Regions from separate parts of the Mus musculus genome. Here all the other regions are linked to region 2. Evidence: chromatin contacts called from public HiCAR-type and promoter capture Hi-C data. All regions are on one chromosome and are shown on one strand. The core of a region is the stretch at or near the end of the contact, and the rest is flanking DNA. Distances in the headings are between cores, read along the strand shown. Region 1 holds the start of Skp2 (S-phase kinase-associated protein 2). Region 2 holds the start of Sub1 (SUB1 homolog, transcriptional regulator). Region 3 holds the start of Nadk2 (NAD kinase 2, mitochondrial).

Region 1 (3,188 bases), core at 457-2,956, 2.9 Mb after region 2:
AGTGAGTTCCAGGTCAGCCAGGGCTACACAGAGAAACCCTGTCTCGAAAAACCAAAGGAAAAAAAAAATAAAAAGAATCGTGTGTGTATCAATACAAACCTTTTCAGTATATTATGGAAATAGCTGTGATTAAAGAAATGCAAAAGAACACCGGTTTCATTATCAAGGCAAATCAGGAGGCTCCTAATTTCAAAGTTGATAGGCTTTCCTTTCCTAGAGAGAACCTTGTGCCCACTAATTTAAATATCCTAAGGTCTCTGCTAACTCTTAGCTGAATTCAGGGCTGTTTTATATTTACTAGAATTTACTCTTGAACGAGTTACATCCTAACAGAAAGGACAAAGTTCAAGAGAAGGCAAATGAGTTTTTCAAAGTAACAAAAGATAACTTTATACACTATTTCAGAAGGTCTCACTTTAGATACTTTCCATAACAAAACTGTGACTACATACTTATTCTCCTAGTCTTTCTTTTCAAGTAAAACCAATTTGCAAAAAGGTCTTTTTTTTTTACACCAATCTCACTCACAGGAACTAAAAGTTCATGAATCTCTTCCTCTCAAGAAGTAACTGATGCAAAGATTATGCTAGAAACAAAGACAAAACTGAGCATGAAGGATTTAATTCCACTATAAAACGAATCTTGCTCTCTCCACAAAGAAACACAAGTGTATGCAATCTAACATACTAAACCAATATTCTAATGTTTTTGATGAAGGTGGCCTGCTTTTTTCTCAACTCTATAAATCTTCATTTTTACTGGACTAGAAATGCATCCCCCTACCCTCTCCCCTGTTGCACAGTTTGCACACCTGAATTTTGCATGGTCATTCTAATCTAATCGCCCCCGACCTCTTCAGAGGCTAAATTAGCATAGTTTCTAGGCAGAGAGATTCTAGGACAGGCTGTGGATTGAGTCAGAGGCACCTAAACAGCTTTCAGGGTGGTCTCTCCTTGCAAGCGGAGCCTCCCTTTTTCCCTTTGGTATTTGGGAGACTCATCAAGGATCCAAGAGGATGCACGCGGGAACCACTGCTGGCTCCTGCCGCCTTAAAAATAAACCATCGCTCCTCTTGGAGCTGCGCTTTAGCTCGAAAAAGGCTTCCCCTCGCACGCTGATTTGATCTTCAGTGCCAGCCCATGAGGTGTGCCGCGTCCTCGAGCCTAGTTTACAAGTGAGGAAAGGATCGCGTCCACAGACCCAGTCCTAAGGGCCGCCCACTGCCAGGTGGAGGAAGGCGAATGGCAGGAGTGCCACCCGCAGCCTCTCACCTGGCGGGCCATCGAGACCCCGGAGATGGGCCTGGCGGCGGCGGCCACTCACCATCTGGAACTCCCCCCAAGTCTATGTCCGCCAGGGACTGGGCCGGGACCCCAGACCCTGACGCACCTCACGCGTCCCCGCCCCCCTCACGCTCACCGTCGGACCTCGCCAGACAGCGTCTGGAAGGGACTCAGAAGCTTCGCGTCCGCCGCAGCCTGCCGGGGTCACGGATCCTTCAGTCCCGGGCGACCGTGGCGGTGATCACCCGAAGGCCCGTGAGCTCCGGGAAAAGGAAAACCTGCTCCCAGTCAATCGGCTGACATTTCCCAGCCAGCCGGAGCTCCACCCACTTCCGCCTGCCTGTCCTCCTCCTCCTCCTCCTCCTCCTTCAATCCCGCCCGGCGCCGCAGGGAGTTGTGGGTATCTGGAGGGTTGGTCCGAAATCAGAGTGGAAGAACCCAGGCAGGACTACGAGCTAGGCTCGGAACTACAATTCCCAGCAGGCAACGGGGCGTCAGAAGGCGGCTGCTGGAGAGCGGGATGCAGAACTCCGCGCGCGCGGTGGTGATGGAACGTTGCTAGTTCGCGGGTCCAACTGCTGGGGCCCCGGGGATCACTCTAAGCCGAGCGCTAAAACAGGAGTCTGGAAGGCAGGCAGCGCTTCAATTAATTCAAGCATTCAAAACTCCTGAATCAGTGGACACCATGCATAGGTAAACCGATTGCAAAAAAACCGGACAAAACATGAATGAACCGTTTGAATTCTTTTAGGCCGCGAATGTTGCTTCTTGTTCAAATAATCTGGTTATGTGAATGTTTGCTTAGAGAAAAAGGATGGATGAATGCTTTAGTGCGAATATCAATGTGGAGTTTAATTTGGCTTCCTAATTAAGTTTTCCTTCCTCTACTTTGAGTCATGGTATCAGTGCCGTCCCTCTTTTTCCCTCCACGGGAAGAAATTATTGAGGCCTTCTGCGTGACCATAAATCCCAAAGCCTTTCAAAGTATATATGTTCCCGATTTTTCTCTTTCATTCTTGTATTTCTCTCGCTTGTAGGCACGTTTAAAAAATGCAGTACTGTCACTTGCTGGGACTTTTCTCCACTCCATTCTTTACTCTTCTTTCATGCCTACCTTGGAATTATTTAGGGGTGTATTTTCAAAAGGAATAGAGAATGTCTGCCCTTCTGCAGGAAGCACCTTCAGGAGATTCCGGACCAGAGTGGCAACGTCACCACCAGCTTCACGTGGGGATGGGATTCCAGCAAGACTTCTGAACTGCTATCAGGCATGGGTGTCTCGGCCTTGGAGAAGGAGGAGGTGGACAGTGAGAACATCCCACATGGACTGCTCTCAAACCTCGGCCACCCCCAGAGCCCTCCAAGGAAACGAGTCAAGGGCAAAGGGAGTGACAAAGACTTTGTGATCATCCGTCGGCCGAAGCTTAGTCGGGAGAACTTTCCAGGTAATGCACAACACTAAGATCCAAACTGTATTGTAATGGGTTGAACTATTTTGTTTTAACTAAATTCGATTGAATTATTTCCTTGGGGAATCTTTTTGGATCGGTGCCTAAAATTGCCTAGTTTTGGTGCCTAAAATTGCCTAGTTTGGAAGTGTGGCAGTGAAATGGATTCCAGTCATTAAGTCTTCAGGAATCTTGGTTGGTCTTTATCTTGTGGTCAACAATTGACTTGAAGCTTTTTTCCTGCCCTTTTCCTTAGAAAGGAATCTTCCTGCTCAAAGTCCAGCTCAGTACACTGACATATGGGAACAGAAGCAGGGATCTTAGAGGGTCCCCTTTTGTCTCTATATACTTCTTTGTATCTGAGCAAGCTTTGTATGGTAATGACTTAGATTATTGGTAGGCACATTAGGAAGGTAAATGTTACTAAGTAGAAGAGACTTAGATTGCTCCGCTTGCA
Region 2 (3,154 bases), core at 582-3,081:
ATTTCACAAGCCAGGCCTCCATCTTCTGCACTGTTCTCAACATTATCTTCCAAGCTCCTACACAACATCTCACAGAGTTCTTAACAGCGAATGGATCTTCTGGCCCAAAGTTCCAAAGTCCTCCCCAAAACATGGTCAGGCTGTCACAGGAATACCCCACTATGCTGGTACCAATTTGTCTTAGTCAGGGTTTCTATTTCTGCACAAGCATCATGACCAAGAAGCAAGTTGGGGAGGAAAGGGTTTATTCGGCTTACACTTCCTTGCTGCTGTTCATCACCAAAGGAAGTCAGGGCTGGAACTCAAGCAGGCCAGGAAGCAGGAGCTGATGCAGAGGCCATGGAGGGATGTTCTTTACTGGCTTGCATCTCCTGGCTTGCTCAGCCTACTCTCTTATAGAACCAAGACTACCAGTCCAGAGATTGTCCCACCCACAAGGGGCCTTTCCCCCTTGATCACTAATTGAGAAAATGCCTTACAGTTGGATCTCATGGAGGCATTTCCTCAACTGAAGCTCCTTTCTCTGTGATAACTCCAGCTGTGTCAAGTTGACACAAAACTAGCCAGTACACCCTTGTTTAGAGCTTCATACACAAAGACTCCTCTCTCACTTTATTTTGATGACGGTGTTGCTCTAGTTGGACTCCCGCATTCAGTAGGGATGCGCTGGGGCACTTCCCTACTACCCTTAGTAGGTAGTAGTTCCATTCAATACAAGGTTTGAATCACTTATTAATTTTTGCAGCTGTTAAATGTGAAGACAACGATCATTTCAACTCTTGAACCTGTTAGGATGATCACTATCTGTCAAATGCTGTATGTAAACCTTTGTGATGAACAGAACTCTGTTTGTTGTTGGCTACAGGAGGAAACCATCCAGTACACATTCTAAGCCACCTGCTTGTGGTTATTTGTGATGGTGGAGTGGATTTCCTCCGCGAGACTTTGGATCCGTGTTTAGACAAAGGTATGGCGATTCAGTATGCCTCCCGGTTTCTGTCTCCAGTACTTAGCTCCTGTATTCTAGGCTGGTAGTGAGGCGGAACACCAAGTCCATGGTAACCTGCAGAGGAGGATGCTGCGGAAAGGGAACACAAAAGGGGCCAGGGAAAAATGTAGCCCCCAAAGGACACATCCTTACTTTTCACCACCTCGTAATAATGCTGTCATATTATGACTATCAGAGCATTAATTCACTGATTAAGGCACAGCTCTCAGGATCCAGGCTCTTCTGAAAAGGTCATCAGTTGAAAACCAGATCCCCAATGAATGAGCCCACAGGGAGATTTTATATTCAAACCACAATTACTTTGGAGCCCCAGAACTCCATTTTAAGAATAAAGGTTTCGTGGCTAAGGACATTTGTAAGATTTCTTTGACTTTCTGAATTAAATAGTGCGCCTCGCAGGCTTGCTTCCTTTGGATTTTAGCAGCATGAGTCAGATCTTAAAGGTAGAAACGGAAAATCATCTGTAGGCAAGTGGGTCAGCACATTGTTTTTTCTCAGAGTAGCTCCCATCATTTCAGTACAGCATTTATAGAGCGGTACCATATACAAGCTATTTGCAAGCGCAAAGCTCCGTGGATCTTGTCATTTATGTTTCATTGACATCTCATTCTCCTTCAGATCAGGCCCAAGCTGCGTGGCATCTCACTGTGGTGCCATCTCCCTCTTTCAGGAGCATTTACTTCAGTATCTGTGGCGGCCCCTTTAAGGCCCTGGAAAGGGCCGGCTGGCGGTTGGGCGGCGAGGCCACGCCCCCTTCACGTGGCCTTCGTGCCATTGGGCGGAGCCAGGGCCTCTAAGCTGCCGTCATTTCCGGCTCTCTGTCAGTCCGGAGTAGGCGAGCGAGCGAGGCAGAGGTTTTTGGTCGGCCGGAGCGGAGCGTGAGTGCGTGGGACCCCGGGCCCATTCCTCGGGGCTGCGGCCAGGCCGACCCCAGGCTACCGCGGCCCCCTTCGCTCTCCTTGCCGGTGGGGAGAAAAACGGCAGCTCGGGGGAAGGGCCTCCGCTCTTGCCCGCGTCCCCGCGGGGCCTCGTGTGGCGGCCGCTCTGGGGAGCCGAGCCGAGGCGGTGGGCGCGGGCAGGCAGGCGAACGGCGGGTGATGGCCGCGCGCCCCTCGGACTGGGTGATGGGGCTCCGGGCGGAGGCGCTAGCGGTCTGCCCTGAGGCTGCGCTCGCCCACCCCTGTCCGGACCACCGTGCTCGGGAAGCCATCCCTTCCCCACCCTCGGGGGACGCTGGCCCCGCGGGGTCGAGGGGCGGGGGGCGCGCTCGGCAAACATGGCTGGGCTCCGGGGCGAGGAGAAAATGGCGCTGGCGCAAGGCCCTCCTCTTGTGCACGCTCTCGACGCCCCACGCCCCCTTCCTGAGGCCGGCAGTAGCCCCAGCCCTCGCCTCGGGGCTTTCGGGAGCTTCCTGGCCGCGACCCCCACGGTGCCACGCGCCGGCTCGCCCTCGAGAGCCTCGCACTCTGGGATGTTTTCAGTATTCCCCAGCCCCGGGCACCGACTGGTCGGTCTATAAACTACGGTCACCCCTTTTAGTTACCTTTTGCTCGAATTACGAAGCCCCCCGCCCCCCGGCCTCCAAGAAACCACCCCAGTAAAGCCTCATTAAAGTTAAAAGTCCAAGTGTAGGGAACGGGGCTGGCTTTAGTTCCCAGTAACAAACATTGTTTTCTTATTGGGTAGATTTAGGTTAGATAATGACGTGGTTCTTTGAAGTAATTTTAGTTCCCCAGACAGCTTTTCGTAATGGGAGATAGATATGGCTGGCTGTTTGCAAGCGAAAGATTTGTTTATGTGCAATTCCCTCTCAAAAAACAGGCTTTGTGTAGTTGTGTGACCGAGCTAGCTTGGGAAACTTGATTTTGGAGGTCGGGTTGTGAAATGGAGCAGTAAGAGGAAAAGCGAAGGGACTGGTTAGGAGCCTTCTCCCTCCTGAGTTTAGGTATTACCTCTAACGGACTGGCCAGTTGTGTAGAGTCGTGGGCAGGATTTGGGTAGCTCACTTTTGCCTTGACCTCCTATTTTGCACATTGAATGCCAGTTTGGTCTTTAGAGAGCTGGGTTATAATTTTTTTGATGTAGGAGGTAGGAATTGATGTATCTTTCTTGAGCATTTACAGAATCTTGTGTTTTTTAGGACCT
Region 3 (3,108 bases), core at 359-2,858, 2.9 Mb after region 2:
CCCCCACTTCATTGCATTCATTTCACTCAACTACACAAACTACGCCAGCCAAACGGCTGATACTCTACTAAAGACTGCAAATGTTTTCTAGAAATACTTTCAAACACTTGGGGGAAAGAGAAAAATTTGCACTGATTTCTACCTTGTCAACTTGCCAAACAATACTGACAAGATGCAGCAGCTAGGCAAGGATTTACAATTTGTTTCCCCTGTGTCTAAAATAAAAATGTGAAGGTAAGGGCATCATTTTAGAACAGCCAGCCTACTTATTCTTGTACATAACTTAGTAATGCTTATATACAATTCAGTCTAAAGCCTTCGGGTGTCTGGAGTCAACAATTACAGGCATAACTGTGGGGGGGGGGGTTCCTAAATAAATTGCTAACAGCCCATTTCCCAAAAGTTACTGGGTAGCACAAAATCAATTTTTTTTTTCAAAAATGGGGAAGCTCGAACTCTGGGTTTAATCCTTCCCACACACACACACGCATGGCATACCTGGCAACGCTATTAGTAAATACACCAAACACGGTGTATGGCGGAGGCCCTGTTACTTCAGGGTTCATGCCTTCTCCCCATTAGCCGGCATACTTGTTCCTTTTCTGACCTTCCAACACAAAAACCCATCTCGGGTCAGCTTTCCTGCCTCGCTGTCCCAGGTGCTTGCTTTTCAAGCAGTAAGAGACCCTGAAGGGACAGGCGACCACAATCCAGCAGGGCTTTCCCTGGCCAGGCCTCTGTCCCCAGGCGAGAAGGGGGTGTGACCGCGGCACTTCGGCCCTCTCTCCGCCACCAGTGGCTGTGCTGGAGAATTTCCTTTCTCCCGGTGGTCTGGGGAGAGGTCCCCAGGACAAACAGGGCGAACAACCCTCATCTTCTCAGCGATGGGAGTCCGTGCTACCGAGGCGGGGGCGAGGACACACGTGGCTTCCCAAGTCCCGGTCCCAGGAGCCCCCTCTAAGGCAGGCTCAGGGCGCCCCAGTCCCATGCCCGAGGGGCCCCACAGGCAATCGGAGGAAGGTTGTCGGGCTTTGGGGGTGTCCTGTGGCCCGTCGCCCCCCACCCCCACCCCGAGTACCGGCCGTCCCCCGCCAGGACCCACCAGCTGCTTCAGGTCCTCCTCCGAGAGCTCCGCGTAGCGGTACCGCTGCTGCTCGAACTCGTAGCGGGTGGTTTTCGCCACCACCACCACCCGCGAGGGGCGGAAGCCGCCGTCGGCGGGGCTACCACCGCCCGCCAGCTCGCGCGGCTGCCCGTGCCCCAAGTGCCGCCGGCCGTCCGCGCCCGAGCCCGAACCCCGCAGAGCCGCGCGGCCACCCGCCACGCGCCGGCAGCTGCCCAGCAGGAAGCCCCGGTAGCAAGTCATGATCCGCGGGGCCGCGGGTGCAGGCTCGCGCTCCCTGCCGCCAGCACCGCGCCGGCCGCGCACAGGTTAAGTGCGGGGACGTGCGTGGAACGCGCCGGGGGGGGGGGGGACGTGCCCAGACGCACGCGAGGGCGGAGAGGCCCCGGGAGGCCCCGGGAGGCGGGGATCCGGGCTGGCCCCCGGGCAGTGGGTTTTATTTGTTTGTTTATCCGTTTTCTTGGGCGCCTGCGCAGTGGCCTCTCGGCCCGGCCCCACCTCCCTCTTCACCCTTTCAGGGAGGCCGCTCTAAGCCCGCCCCCGGGCCAGATCTGTCAGCTAATCAGAGGTCGGGAAGGTTTGGGAGCCCGAGGGGCTGCGGGGATTGGCTGGGGCTGGGAAAGGGACGAAATTCTATTTGGCTTTCGAGCTGCCCGAAGAAATCCAGTTGGAACTGGTCTGGGCGGCGTTGGGGGTGCAGGCGGAGTTTTGAGCGCCTGGCGGGAAAGCAAGTTTCTTGCGCATCTTCCTCTAGTTGCTTTCATTTTTGCTTGCTTTCTGGGTAGTTGGTCATGCTCGTCTAGGGTAAATTTTAACCAGTGTCTGCTGGATGGCTGATGTGGCCGTCGCTGGAGTAAGAGCTGGGGGCGGTGACCTCGCTCCAAACGGCTTCGTTTTGCAGGGCCTGATGGCAAATAAAGATGCCGAGCCCTTTATTAGAGAGGAATTAGAGCTAACCGAGAAGGATCACAGAGCATTAGCCCGAGCTCCGGTGACCACCAAAAGACCACCAGCCTAGAGAGGCAGTGCTGTCAGGGAGAAAGGAGGAGGATAATGAGGGAAGGAGTCTTGTCTAGTCCTGTGTGTCTGTCTAGACCGCGAGATAAGGTTGGAAAGCTGTGTAGGACCAGACTGAAGGGTTAAAAATGTTTTGCACTTTATCCTGTAGGCAAGCTCAGAGCAGTGTTTGATGATTATTGATCTGACTTTGGAATGTTGGGTAGGTAGTCCTTGAAGCTAGAGCAAGGGAAGTTACTGAGTCTGTGGGAACAGTTACACAACCATAGAGATGTAGGCTGATTAAGAATAAAAGGGAAAGCTACAATGAAGGGAAAGTCATAAGACAGGGTAGGTGGCCACTGCCCTGAGGTCCTTGCTGTGGCGTCCTTTCCTTTGCGATCCTGGCACTCCCAGTAAGTGGCCTCTGGATTCCGGGCATGCTATTTCATGTTTGTGACACTCAGATGCCTCTGTGATATCGAACCTGTTTTCTCTTTCACGTCACAGAAAACTACACTTTTGACTCCCACTTCTAGCTGGAAACATCTCAATGGGATATCCTAGTCAAATCTTATTTTGGATCCTTTCTTCTGCCTCTTCCAAAACATTGCTTCATTACACCATCCTCTCGGATGTGTCTTGAATTCTCTCAGGAAAACCCCTGCTGGGTTTTCCACTTCAGTCCTTAAGATTCCCATGTCTAGGACATTTAAAACTTTAAAGATTGAAAGAGCCTTCTACACCCCAGTTGTTTACCTGTTCCCTAACTCCCACTTACTGATATATTCAGCGGTTCTCAACCTCTGGGTCATATATCCGATGTATGTATATCCGATATGTTCATTATGTTTCATCACAGTAGCAAACTTACAATTCTTTTTTTTTTTTTTTTTTTTGGTATCATAACCAATTTCTCACTATTCTTTTTTTTTTAACTTAGGAGTAAGTTTTTTTTGTTGTTTTGTTTTTATTTTTTATTGGCTATT

The links. HiCAR-type assays count read pairs that join an accessible place to other places. Capture Hi-C pulls out chosen DNA fragments and counts their contacts.
Region 1: a HiCAR-type map of astrocytes shows a contact between it and region 2, with 4 times the contacts expected there. The contact joins the promoter of Skp2 here to the promoter of Sub1 in region 2. A contact is called at or near these places in 5 of 39 promoter capture datasets (the C10 cell line, hippocampal neurons, liver and 1 more), 2 of 115 datasets of contacts at active chromatin or transcription factors (astrocytes and large pre-B cells) and 2 of 9 other capture datasets (adipose tissue and liver).
Region 3: a promoter capture Hi-C map of liver shows a contact between it and region 2, with 2.5 times the contacts expected there. The contact joins the promoter of Nadk2 here to the promoter of Sub1 in region 2. A contact is called at or near these places in 3 of 39 promoter capture datasets (hippocampal neurons, liver and pre-B cells) and 2 of 9 other capture datasets (adipose tissue and liver).

The regions. Positions count from the first base shown.
Region 1 is chr15:9,138,972-9,142,159 of GRCm38.p6, reverse strand. Skp2 (S-phase kinase-associated protein 2) reads left to right here and starts at 1,706. Exons shown (of 10, transcript NM_013787.3): 1 at 1,706-1,976; 2 at 2,457-2,728. The coding sequence starts at 1,969. It overlaps Lmbrd2 (LMBR1 domain containing 2), which reads right to left and starts at 1,590. Exons shown (of 18, transcript NM_177178.3): 1 at 1,420-1,590.
Region 2 is chr15:11,994,684-11,997,837 of GRCm38.p6, reverse strand. Sub1 (SUB1 homolog, transcriptional regulator) reads left to right here and starts at 1,831. Exons shown (of 5, transcript NM_011294.3): 1 at 1,831-1,887.
Region 3 is chr15:9,069,760-9,072,867 of GRCm38.p6, reverse strand. It overlaps Nadk2 (NAD kinase 2, mitochondrial), which reads right to left and starts at 1,608. Exons shown (of 13, transcript NM_001040395.4): 1 at 1,103-1,608. The coding sequence starts at 1,366.